Linked DNA regions of Mus musculus: regions 2 and 3 are each linked to region 1. The links are chromatin contacts, called in public Hi-C maps. All regions are on one chromosome and are shown on one strand. Each heading gives the region's core, a stretch centred on a gene start, on an enhancer-like site or on the middle of the called end of the contact. The rest is flanking DNA. Distances are from core to core; before and after follow the strand shown. Region 1 overlaps Negr1 (neuronal growth regulator 1). Region 2 overlaps Negr1 (neuronal growth regulator 1). Region 3 overlaps Negr1 (neuronal growth regulator 1).

What was found. Hi-C and Micro-C count contacts between places; a contact is called where the count stands out from the background.
Region 2: a contact with region 1 is called in a Hi-C map of cerebellum, with 4 times the contacts expected there. The contact joins two enhancer-like sites. A contact is called at or near these places in 4 of 484 Hi-C or Micro-C datasets (cerebellum, cerebral cortex, nephron progenitors and 1 more).
Region 3: a Hi-C map of cerebellar granule neurons shows a contact between it and region 1, with 2.1 times the contacts expected there. The contact joins two enhancer-like sites. A contact is called at or near these places in 1 of 39 promoter capture datasets (hippocampal neurons) and 4 of 484 Hi-C or Micro-C datasets (brain, cerebellar granule neurons and cerebellum).

The regions. Positions count from the first base shown.
Region 1 is chr3:156,927,073-156,930,888 of GRCm38.p6, reverse strand. The region is part of intron 2 of Negr1 (neuronal growth regulator 1); the gene reads right to left. Among named protein-coding and RNA genes, the nearest start is that of Gm24373, 280 kb to the left of the region's middle. Within about 2 kb of position 1,733, at least 17 of the 459 cell types and tissues checked have an H3K27ac peak or open chromatin away from gene starts, as enhancers often do. A contact at or near this core is called in cerebellar granule neurons and cerebellum, where this site is marked.
Region 2 is chr3:157,107,558-157,111,373 of GRCm38.p6, reverse strand. All of the region lies in intron 4 of Negr1 (neuronal growth regulator 1), which reads right to left. Among named protein-coding and RNA genes, the nearest start is that of Gm24373, 100 kb to the left of the region's middle. Within about 2 kb of position 1,848, at least 21 of the 459 cell types and tissues checked have an H3K27ac peak or open chromatin away from gene starts, as enhancers often do. A contact at or near this core is called in cerebellum, where this site is marked.
Region 3 is chr3:156,770,236-156,774,051 of GRCm38.p6, reverse strand. All of the region lies in intron 1 of Negr1 (neuronal growth regulator 1), which reads right to left. Among named protein-coding and RNA genes, the nearest start is that of Negr1, 210 kb to the right of the region's middle. Within about 2 kb of position 2,226, at least 14 of the 459 cell types and tissues checked have an H3K27ac peak or open chromatin away from gene starts, as enhancers often do. A contact at or near this core is called in cerebellar granule neurons and cerebellum, where this site is marked.

The sequences.
Region 1 (3,816 bases), core at 484-2,983:
TTGGGGTGGGGATGGTCTAGGGGACTTTTAGGATAGCATTTGAAATTTAAATGAAGAAAATACCTAATTAAAAATAAATAAATAAAACAAAACAAAACAAAAAAGAAAGAAAGCTGAGTAAGGCAGGGGAAGCAAGCCAGTAAGTAACATCCTTCCACGCCTCTGCATCAGCTCCTGCTTCCTGACCTGCTTGAATTCCAGTCCTGAGTTCTTTTGGTGATGAACAGAAATGTGGAAGTTTAAACTGAATAAATAATTTCCTTCCCAACTTGCTTCTTGGTCATGATGTTTGTGCAGGAATAGAAACCCTGACTAAGACAAGCAGCAAATGTTCTTCACCATCAATCTGTCTCTGCAGTCCTCACTTCCTATTTCTCATGCACTTCTCTCTCTCGTCACTGTATCACACACCCCTGAAGAACCTCAGATATTCACACAGACAATTAGCTGTCTATGTTTCTTTAGTTCCGTACACTTCATAATCTCTTTGGCCTGTTATAACAAAATACTTGGAACACTTTGCAAATAACACATCTCTCACAGTTCTGAAATCCAAGAAGTGCAAGATCAAGGTAATGTCAGGTTTGGTGTCTGAAAAGGCCACTCCTTCTGCTGCCATCTGCTGTACCCTAGCACAGTTCACCAGTGCACTGAAGGACCACTGGTCCCCTTAGAAAGCTACAATTTCATTCCTGTGGGCAGAGTCCTGCTCCCTTAAAGCTCCTCTTAGAAATCAGGCATACAGTTGAGGTTTCCACAACTGAGCTTTTGTGAAATGCTCATAGTCAGAAAGTCTACACCCTGGGGTACATCTCACCCACCATATCCCTTTCATGCTTATTTCTCTCTCAGAAAGTGAACTCTACTTCATTGTCTCCACATCCTTCCTTCTCCTCCTCCTCTTGACTTTTAGCGCCAACAAATCCCCTGACACTTAGGGCAGGACATATGTTTTATCTACAGAATAAAGCCAATAACAGGCAACTCCCACAGGGAACAATACTGTGACCTTATTATGTCTGTTTAGATCATTTCACAGAATTTCTTGTTCTCTCTGGGGTAACATAAACAACATTTAACCCCTCCTGATATGGCTCCAACTACAAAGCAATGAGGGATGCCACCAGAGTCCACCTTGAGCTTAGTTTCAGAGCATGGGTAAGGGTTTATGGGCAGGAATATGAGTGAGCCCACATAGCTCCAGTGGAAGATCTGTACACAGCATGGGTGCTGGTTTCCACACACCCACATAGATGGAGCCTCATCCCATATCCTTTCCCAGAATGTACACTTGAGCTTTTCTCTGAGACACAGGATCATATGTAATTAGGAAGGAATAACTTGCAAATAGTTGGTAAGAGAACTTATATTCTGGGTGGTGAGGGTCCAGAGGAGGAGACAAAGACATGAGTTCACATGTCGATGATGGACTCTCATAACTGGGTACAGCTGATCTCATGATTAAGGCCAGTAGTATGGCTCACAAGACAGCATTGAGGAACACTTGATACATCTCAGTTGACAAAGATTTGAGCATATCCATTCTGTGGAACAAGACATTCCGACATCAGCAAACCAAGAAGAAGAGCTGAGTCAATCTACTCCTCATCAGCTGCAATGCATGTGGACCATTTATTTGCGTCTGATGAGAATACTGGCAATACTCTGCCTTAGCAGAGAACTTCTTAATTGTACAAAACAAACTCCCACTCTCCCCAGCTGGAGCACTCTGTACACAGAAGCTCTTACGGAGCTCTCAGGCAGATGCATATATGTAACTTATTTACCTCATTCATGCCAGAGCAGAGCCAAATAACACATTTATTTTTAACTCCCATGTGTTTGCTTTTATAATGATTCTCTCTCTCTCTCCTCTCTCTCCCCCCTCTCTCTCCCTCTCCCCCCCCCCCCGTCACTCTGTCACTCTGTCAGCAAAGTGGGAAAGTTTGACATTTGGCCACACATTTGGAGATTTTGGCAGTTTGACTTGAGGGCACCTAGAGGGTATAATCTTGGTAGTATCTGAAGTAAAGTTCACGTCAATAATTTGAGGACTTTTACAGTGTAATGTATACTTTAAAATTAACCCCATGCTGAAGACTGCAGACTGAGATGTCAAAAACGCTTAGGATACAGTTTAAAATAACTTGTGAGTCCAGGTTTTGGGAGGTGTTCCTGGCCCGAGGAACAACCAGATCCTCAGTTTGTCCCTGGGGGCTTGAGATGAGCCTGATGTCTGGGGTCTCTGCAAGGGCAGATCTTTTCTCCTGAGGAGAAGGGAGACTTCCTAACAGATAGGCTGACCATCTGCATGGCAGCAGAGGAGGCTTTGGCAGGAAACTACAAAGCACAGCAAGGCATCCTGGTTTGAACAAAATGTTTTTATGCAATGTGTTACCATGGGGATTGTTTTGCATCTGACATTACCGCCCACATGCATCAGCCTGGGTTTATTTCCTGACCAAATGAAGTTTATTTATTTATTTTCCTTCTTAATATTTTAGAAAAACATTTCTAAATTTCTAAATCAAGTTTCTAAATAACTTAATGAACAGTGTTGATGGATTATAATAAAACTTTCATCTATCATTAGTAAGAGGGAACTGAAGATGCAGATATTTCTTTAAAGTGAATTTTATTTTAATTAATATTTTACTATATTTAGACAAAGTACATAGCCTATATCGGAAGACAGAAAATGTTTAAGTCATATATTGTGTTAATTTCACTCAGTAACATTTTATCAGACTCTGTGCACAAGAATCTGTAGGTCAAGAAACTGGGATCAAGTAATACTGGAGTCAGGGGAGGGAGAAATGTTGAAACAGATGCTGGACGTTGATTTTTTTTTAAATTTTTTTTGAAATCTAAGAACAGCCAATAGTCTAGGACATAAACCTGAGTCCATAGCTGGCAGCCTGGCTTCCATGTTCAGCTACATATAGACCACAAACATCTATGTATCTTGTATGTTCTAAATGACTTTGAAAAATTAGAAAATTAAAAAAAAATCTTAAATATGTTTTGCAATAACTAAATACAAGAGTAATAAGCTTGAACTAACCTCCCTTAGAGTAGCTCAGCTATTCGCCACTGCCTTACATTTACCTGATTTGCTCATTTTGTTGCCAACCTGGTCCAACTGGGTTCTTGTCAATGGTTGTTGCATGACTGTTCAGCATGAAGGCATAGGTGTTTTCTGGAGTGTGACTCCTGCACAGGCTAGATTAGATCACAGAGGAACTGGAGTGGCCAGGTAAGAGGTAAGCATAGCCAGAGAAAGTGGTGGCCTGAAAGCTGCTTCTGAGAAATACTTGAGAGGGAAATACAGATAATTAGTCTAAATGATAAAGTTCCTGTAGGAGGGGGAGGGATGGTGTGAAGATGAGAAGCCCAAAATAGCACAAAGCAGAGATCTGGCATTGCTGCCTCCTTTTAGAAACTTAAGCAGATTCGATATTTTACAATTTCATAGATGTGTTTGATGCTTTTTGATTGTGCAACCCTGACTTCCAGCCCTCTTCCCTAAGGATCCATTTCCCATACTCAAGTCTTCTTGCTTTGTTTTGTGACCACTGAGTTTCGCCACATAAAGGTAGGGTTACACTGCACCCACAGTCTGTCTCCTTTTCATCTTTGATGTGGATGTAAGAGTTCCATTGCACCCTCTCAGGGAATGAATGAGCAGGGGTTTCCCTTTGGGGCACAGTTTTGAGTGTTAACTTGAGGAAATTTCCAGTAATTGCGAGTCATGGCAAACCTATGCTGACCTCTCTGAGATATTTGTCAGTATTAATCAGTAATAATAAAGTGTGA
Region 2 (3,816 bases), core at 599-3,098, 180 kb before region 1:
TATTTGCCTAGGAATTTCATAAATTCATTCTTTTTAATAGCTGAGTAGTACTCCATTGTGTAAATGTACCACATTTTCTGTATGCATTCCTCTCTTGAGGGGCATCTGGGTTTTTTCCAGTTTCTGGCTATTATAAATAAGGCTGCTATGAACATAGTGGAGCATGTGTCTTTCTTACCAGTTGGAACATCTTCTGGATATATGGCTATGGCAACATTTTTGACTATTGCTGTACTCTTAGTTATTTCAAGCATATACATACATATGTGTGGGTGTGGGTGTGTGTATGTGTGTGTGTGAGAGAGACAGAGAGAGAGACACAGAGAGAGAGACAGAGAGACAGAGATGAACACACATATAAATGAATATGCATAGTGTACGATGACAGTGAATCTTAGCAGAATTTAATTTTCTCCTGTGTCATTTTCTCTGGTCTGGATGGATGGGTGGTTTTGGGCAGGCATAACATCTCTTCCAAGAAACGAGAAGCCCTGGTAACCCCCAACAGACTCCACATGGAAATTGATCACAACACTCATCACTCAGGAAGATCCACCAGAAGTACTCAGAACTAATGGATATCCTCCAGGTAAGATGGGCCTCAGGTGAGACATCAGGATGCTGGTCACTCTGTCTCTCTTACACTAGAATGCAACAAGATAACCTAAGACAGAACACATGGTGACAGAGGGATTTGGAGAATCTTTCTTACATCTGTTATCATTGACCAGAGGTAGGGGATAACTCCAGCAAGATGGCTTATGTGGCTACAGCTGCATCCTGGAGAGGACAGGGACATTTCAACATGAATCCAGAGCTTTAGATGGTGGCCAAAGAAAGCAATTCCTAGACAAGGGAAATGATTTTGAACTTATAACATGGCCACTGATACATTAATATTTTATTAGTAATAATTATTATAAAATTTATCATGTATTATTACAACATAATTTCATTTATTAATTTAAAGGGTTCTTAATAATAATAGTTATTATTATTATAGAAACAGGCTGTGGCTAATTTAATTGAGGCACTAGTTAGTTATGGCTATGGTGTTCAATCATGAGCAGAAATAATTATTACTTTCAGAATATGTTGGTTTCAACCATGTCATGTTAGTGTAAGGAAATAGTATATAACAGAAGTCTGCACTGTGAGCCTCTGTGGACAGGCTACTTTTGACTGAGTTCACGCTCTTCATGAGCTCTATCCTGTTGGAAGTCTATGCTAAAGAGTTCCTTTCTGAGTCATTTTCTGCCTTTAGAATCGGTTAGGTGCCCTGCTGCTTAGCTCAGCTTTTGAAAGCTGTCTTCTTTTTCTAACCATGGCCCATTAGCCTAGCTATGGGAGCGAGTTCCAGAAGTTTGATCCTGTGAGAGTGCCCTGAAATTATAGAATCTTCACTAGGGAGTAGCATCCTCATGTGTCAACTGGATGCAGTGAACACCCAGGTTACACTTGAGGACTTTGCCCTGGGCCGATAGACAGAATGCCCTGTTGCCATTTCCCTCAGGTCCTCTGCAATGTGCCCCTCATTGTCTCTTTACAATGAATGCCACTGTTTCCAGAAACAAATGAAACAAAAGACAGGGCCTGAATGTCAGATAGAACCCAACCTTATTGGCATCTTAAATGCACAAAGTGTTCATATCTTGACTATAAACATAAATGACCTGCCTCTGAGTGGTATGGACACCCAGCACATAGCACCCTGTTGTGCACTGATGCACTTGTAGGAAATGAGTCTGTTGGGCTGCCTGCATTTCTCCAAGGAGAGAAGTGCTTACATACAGGCCTGACTACCTAGGTACCATTTCTACATCCCACAAGGGGGCAGGAGAGAACTGACTCTTAAAGTTGTGCTCTGATCTTTATGTGCCAGCACAGCACAGCACAGCACAGCACAGCACAGCACAGCACAGCACAGCACAGCACAGCACACACACACACACACACACACACACACACACACACACACACACACACTAAAATGAATGCACTTTTAAAAATCAAAACCAGATTTTTATGCCATGGCTTCTTCAAATGTTATCTGCAAAGTATGAGCTAAAATGATCCTTTATAAAGTTTTTGCTTTGCAGGAATGGAGGCCTGATCTCAGCCCTTCCAATCTCCCTGCTGAGAAGACAGAATAGGAGGCTCCCAAGGGGCTTTCTGTAAGCACCTGAGAGTAAGCGCTGAGCTCAAGACCTCAATGGGAGCTCTTGTCTCAAAAAACAAGAAAGCCAGCTACTGAGGAGTGATGCCTGGGGTTGACCTCTGGCCTCTACATTCACATGAACCCACTTTGTGTGCATTTATACACATCTACATAAAAATAAGTTATAACAAGTTAAGTTAAAAATATAAGCCATACATATGTGTGGCAGCACACATATATTCACAGATTAAGGTATATATGCACACTTCTAATATCTATGTGGAAAAACAATGAAGGGCTTTTCCATTCCAATGAAAAATGGCATTTAACATATCCCACAGGTTTTTCTTGAGATAAAGAAATATGTAGTCAGCTGGCACTGTCTCCATTCACAGATGTTTATGACTTTCTTAGAATGCTTTAGGGTCTAAAATATCTTATAAATCATCTTGGCCAAGAAATAGTTTTGTTCAGAAAATTCAATTTAAGGCAAAAAAAAAAAAAAAAAAAAGATTGGTTTCTAAGTCACCTGACTATAGGGTAGAAGAAAGTGGTTCAACTCCCTTAAGCTGCATATACAGGGATACACAGATCTTGTTTTCCTTAAATTAAGATCAGTGCTGTTCTAGAAACATAACTGGAGAATGAAACTTTATGCATATGAAACCCAATATTCTTTATGAGAGCAAAGAGTTCTGTTTATTCATCTCTGTCCTCTCATTTTAAAGATGGCAAAACTGAGTTTCAGAGAAGGCAAGTGATTCATCCAGGAGACAATGGAGTCTACTCAACCTTGAAAGGCTTCAAGCATTCAGCATTCAGCTGGAGTTGGAGGCTTGCCTTCTAATTCTGCTTTCTCTGCCTGGAGAAGATGGAGCGGAGCACTCTGTGGCTCAGTGTCTACTGCGCAGTCTCACTGTCCAACCCAGGAGCAGTGTCTGGATTTCCACTGAAAACTTCTGATGCACATGCAGAAATGCACAAATGCATGGGCATCCCACTATCTATTTTCACAGGCATTTCCCTGTTTTGTTTTGTTTTCACATGGTGTTTTGTGTAGCTCAGGTTTCAGACCCACTATCTACCTGAGGGTGGTCTTGAATTCCTGACATTCCTTCCTCCACCTTCTGAGTGTGAGGGTCGATGTGTACTTGGCACTGGGGAGCCAGACCCAGGGTTTTGCATATGCTACTCAAGTATTCTACAAACTGAGGCCTGTGTACAGCCCCCCCCCACATGTTTTTAATAATTCTATGAGCATGATTTTTCCTATTTATCATCAAATAAGCAGGTTTGGAAATATTCTGTTTTCTCTCTTGCACTCGCTACTGTGTATCTCAGCCACACCAAGATTCCGTTATTATAAACAGTTATTAAAAATGCTCTCTTTCTACTGTTATATAAGCACATACATACATATTTATATGTATGCATGTTCAAGAACTGTGAAAGACATCCTGTATCATTTTAATTGATGCAAATAAAAATAAAATGATATATTTTATTAATCAAACATGAGATTCTTAGAAAATAATATCTAGAATGTTTTGTAAATACAGAAAACAACCTTTCATGTTAAAATGAGTCATGAATTATATTAGGGTTTGCACAATTATTATGGTTACTCAGGATTATTTTCAGAAGACAATTTTGCAACT
Region 3 (3,816 bases), core at 977-3,476, 160 kb after region 1:
GCACGCAGGTGTGACCACCCACTGTGCTGTATAAACTGTTTTTCCTCTCAGACAAGCAGGACAGGAGTTGGAAAAAACATTTTCCAATATTTACTTCTTACCTTGTTTCTAATTAACTCACTCTGGAGATCACTGTAACTGTGTCTCTCTTTTCTTTCCCCTTCTCTTCTCCTCTCCCCTCTCTCTGGTTTTCTCTTTCTCTCTCCCCCTCCTCCCCTCTCTGTCCCTCCCCATCTCCCCATCTCTCCCCTTGTAAAAACTTATTCACCTTTCATGTTATTAGCCAAATTTTGCTTTGTGGAGAGAGCAAGCTGAGAATTGCACTTGCGGATCAGGAATCTGAATGCTAGAAGGTTGCATTTTACATAGCTGAAAAGGCCTTTGGAAAAGTCAGTATAGATATTTACCATACTGGGCCTTACTGTAGAACAAAACTAAGAAATCAGGTGAGTTACATTTTACCAACAATTTTCACAAATTACCAGGATCTAGATCTGTTCACACCCATCACCTCACTGAGCTGCACACCACTTCTGTAATTCCAAGAGAACCCCAGTCTTAGAAAAGCTGTAGCATTTGCTTAAACTCAGGCCATAAGCAGACATGGACCTCAAACCCAAGCGCTCATGGCTCCACAATGCCAGAGGTTTTCCATTGAAATATAAAGCTGAAGTAAGGATGGATGAACAGGGTAGAGACCCACTGACAGACCAGGAAGACGCGACTTGCCTCAGTCTCAGCATTCAATTAAAAACAATAATCACAGGAGGGCCCAACATGATCATGAACTCAGTGTGTACTGGGTAATTTGTTGATACTTCTTCACAAACCTCAGCTCCATTGCAATCTCCATTTTTACCCACGAGCAAAGACAAAGCCAGAAGGCAAAATACCTCGTGAAAGGTCACATGACAGTGAGCCTGTGGCATCATGAGTAGCATAATTCTCCCCTTATCACTGTGCCCCATGAGCTTCAAAAATCACACATACTTAGAAATGCCTTTGAGTGGAAGGAACCACATTACAGTAGAGAATTTTAAAGTATCAGATTCAACCCTTGTTCTTCAGGGTTCCAGAGTGGTGTGATTCACAGCAAGCCAACTACTCATGATTTCTAACTGCTGTGAGGTTTCGTGAACATGGTCAGGAGAAGCTGTGAAGAAAGCCCTGTCTCCTGCAATCTGTCTTCCCTGATAGATGCTTCCACGGCTTGTGTAACTTCTTTATACACTTAGCTTTACAGTTCAAATGCCCATAGAAAAATCAGGAGAAATCTTAATATGTGTTTAATATTTGTGAATTTCACAACTGTTCATATGGCCCTGTGCCCACCTAGGCTATGTTAGGAAAACATATATTTAAGTCACTATTAAAACAACACAAAGTAAAAACATGAAAATTTAAAATCAGGTTTTAAAGTATGTTTCGATTGTGGCATTATAATATTTAAGGACAAAGACCTAGGCATTTCTATACTGAAAACTCATTTTAGAACTCAATACCAGAAGATAAAGCCATACATAAATTGAACAATAACACGGTAATCAATGTGACTTTTTGTTATTTTTATTTCTGTACCATAATGGTGTCAAAAATGAATATAATAATAGAAAGACAATAGGAAGCTGAACAAAACAGTAAAATCAAAACCTTTAACTAGAGCTATATTATTTGTACTTATATAGGATGTTACTGAGCTTGGTGCTTTCAGTGGCAGCCACAAAACCCATTGCTCACATCCCTGCCTCCTGCAGGAGTCACTGCAGCCATAGACACCATCTGTCTACCAGTTACAGCCTTGCTGCCCTCCTCTGGGCAGAGCAGTGCTCACCCGGGCTTGGCCCACACTGTAAGTCAGGTGGCATTAGTCCTTTACCTTAAGTCCCCTCTCTACCACCTGCCTTTTAATTTTAAAAATCTTAAAAATAAAATAAAGACTGAATATGCAGATTGTAAATAGAAGTAGAAAGAGATATTTGTTACAGAAAAATGTAAAGACATTTTAAGACAATGCTTAAAAAGAATAATAGTCATATTTTATTCAGTGCTGTTAAAATCCTGGCCACTGCTAACAAGCTATTTTGTAGCTTTCTCATTTACTGTTTACAGTCTCATCAGAAAATCAATAGCATTGTTATTGTCATTTCCCAAAGGAGGAACTGTGCATGAGTCACACACCTGGTAATGGGTTCCCTAGCAGATGAACATAAACACCCGCAGAGCAGAGCCAGCGCCTCCATACCCTGCACACCCCACTGTGCTCTGCCTGCTCCTTGGAAAACTCTGGCCTTTCCATCTCTTCTCTAACTGCACAGTGGGTCTCATCTGCTGGGCCTGTTTGTTTTTGACCAACACCAGAGGGGGAAAAAACAATAGAATAAAATAATTTAAATCAACCCTTTCCTGAATTTGGGTCAGACTGCCCCCCTCTGTACCATGGGAACATCTAGAAGTAGTTCCACTGTGTGTGGCAAGAATTTTCTCCTTGTTAATTTAGCCTAGCAAAGCAAATATCAACAGAGACGGACTCTCTAGTAAATGTACATCCAGTATATAGGTTCACAAGGTCACTAATTTCATTTATTCCGTGGGTGCTACATAATTAACTGTTGTCACCTGTGTTCTGGCTGCCTCACAATGTCACAGCCACGTATTTGGTTCCTCATCATATTTTCCATCATTAGTCAATATTGATCGTATTGATCGTTTTCTATATTCTATAGCCATATACACTAAGTTTAATAAAGGAGTCTGGTAGTTAGTAGCCAGGTTTAAGTTGTTTGACATACATTTAAGCAAACGGTACCCCAAGTATATCAGAAATCTTCTGCTGTGAAGTTCCTTTTGTCTCATTGGCCCCCACAACTTCCAGCGTTCCCTGTGAGGGCAGGAGCAAGCGCCTCACACACTGGTGGGATGACCTTACCTGGCTCATGATTCAGATCAGACTCCAGTGATTGACATCTGCTTCAGTGCAGTCATAATCATCTAACTGTGGATTAATGCAGCTGAGTCTAGCACAGCAAATATCAACAGAGAAGGACTCACTAATGAATATACATCCCGCATATAGGTTCACGAGGTCCTTTCCAAGCAAAGCTCAAGTCCGTTTCATTAAAGCCTGCTGCCTCAGAGTAACTGACAAGGTCAGGGGCTACAGAGCAAGTCTGCACTCAGCCCAGATACTATGCTTGGACCAACAGGAAGATACATTGTTTCTAAACGTCTTTCACACAAGGTTACAATAGGAAAACTGTTCCTGGTCACAAAATAGCAAGGGCAAAGATGGGAGGGAACAACCTAGGGTTCTGGAAACTTAAGACCTTTTAAAATAATGCTTTCCTGGTAGGCACTGCCAGATGTCTGAAAGCAAGACACTGGGGGATCTCCACTGCCTTCTAAACACAAAGTGAAAGATATACAATGGTTTTCTTTCTGTTTGGTTGAAGTGCAGGGGATGGAGCCTCTACCTCAACTTCATTGGAGTTGTTAAACACACACTTTATACAGGACTCCATTTTCCGGTGCCAAGACTGCTGCTTGATAAATGTGTGGTCCAGGGCATGGGGGCTTGCTGACTAACAGAGAGATCACTTGTGTCTAACTTCCATATCAGTCTATGATAACTCCTGTAAAATAAGTAGAGAAGTTAAAACTAAATACATAAAGAGAAGTTAGAGAAACTTCTCCCTAAAAGGGTAACAAGAAAAGAAGATCAATGGAACCATCTTGAGGTGATACTTGGAAATGGCCAGCTTCAATGGACTGTAGAGAATGAGTCAGGGTACCAATGGGACACAGAGGGAAAAATGGAGA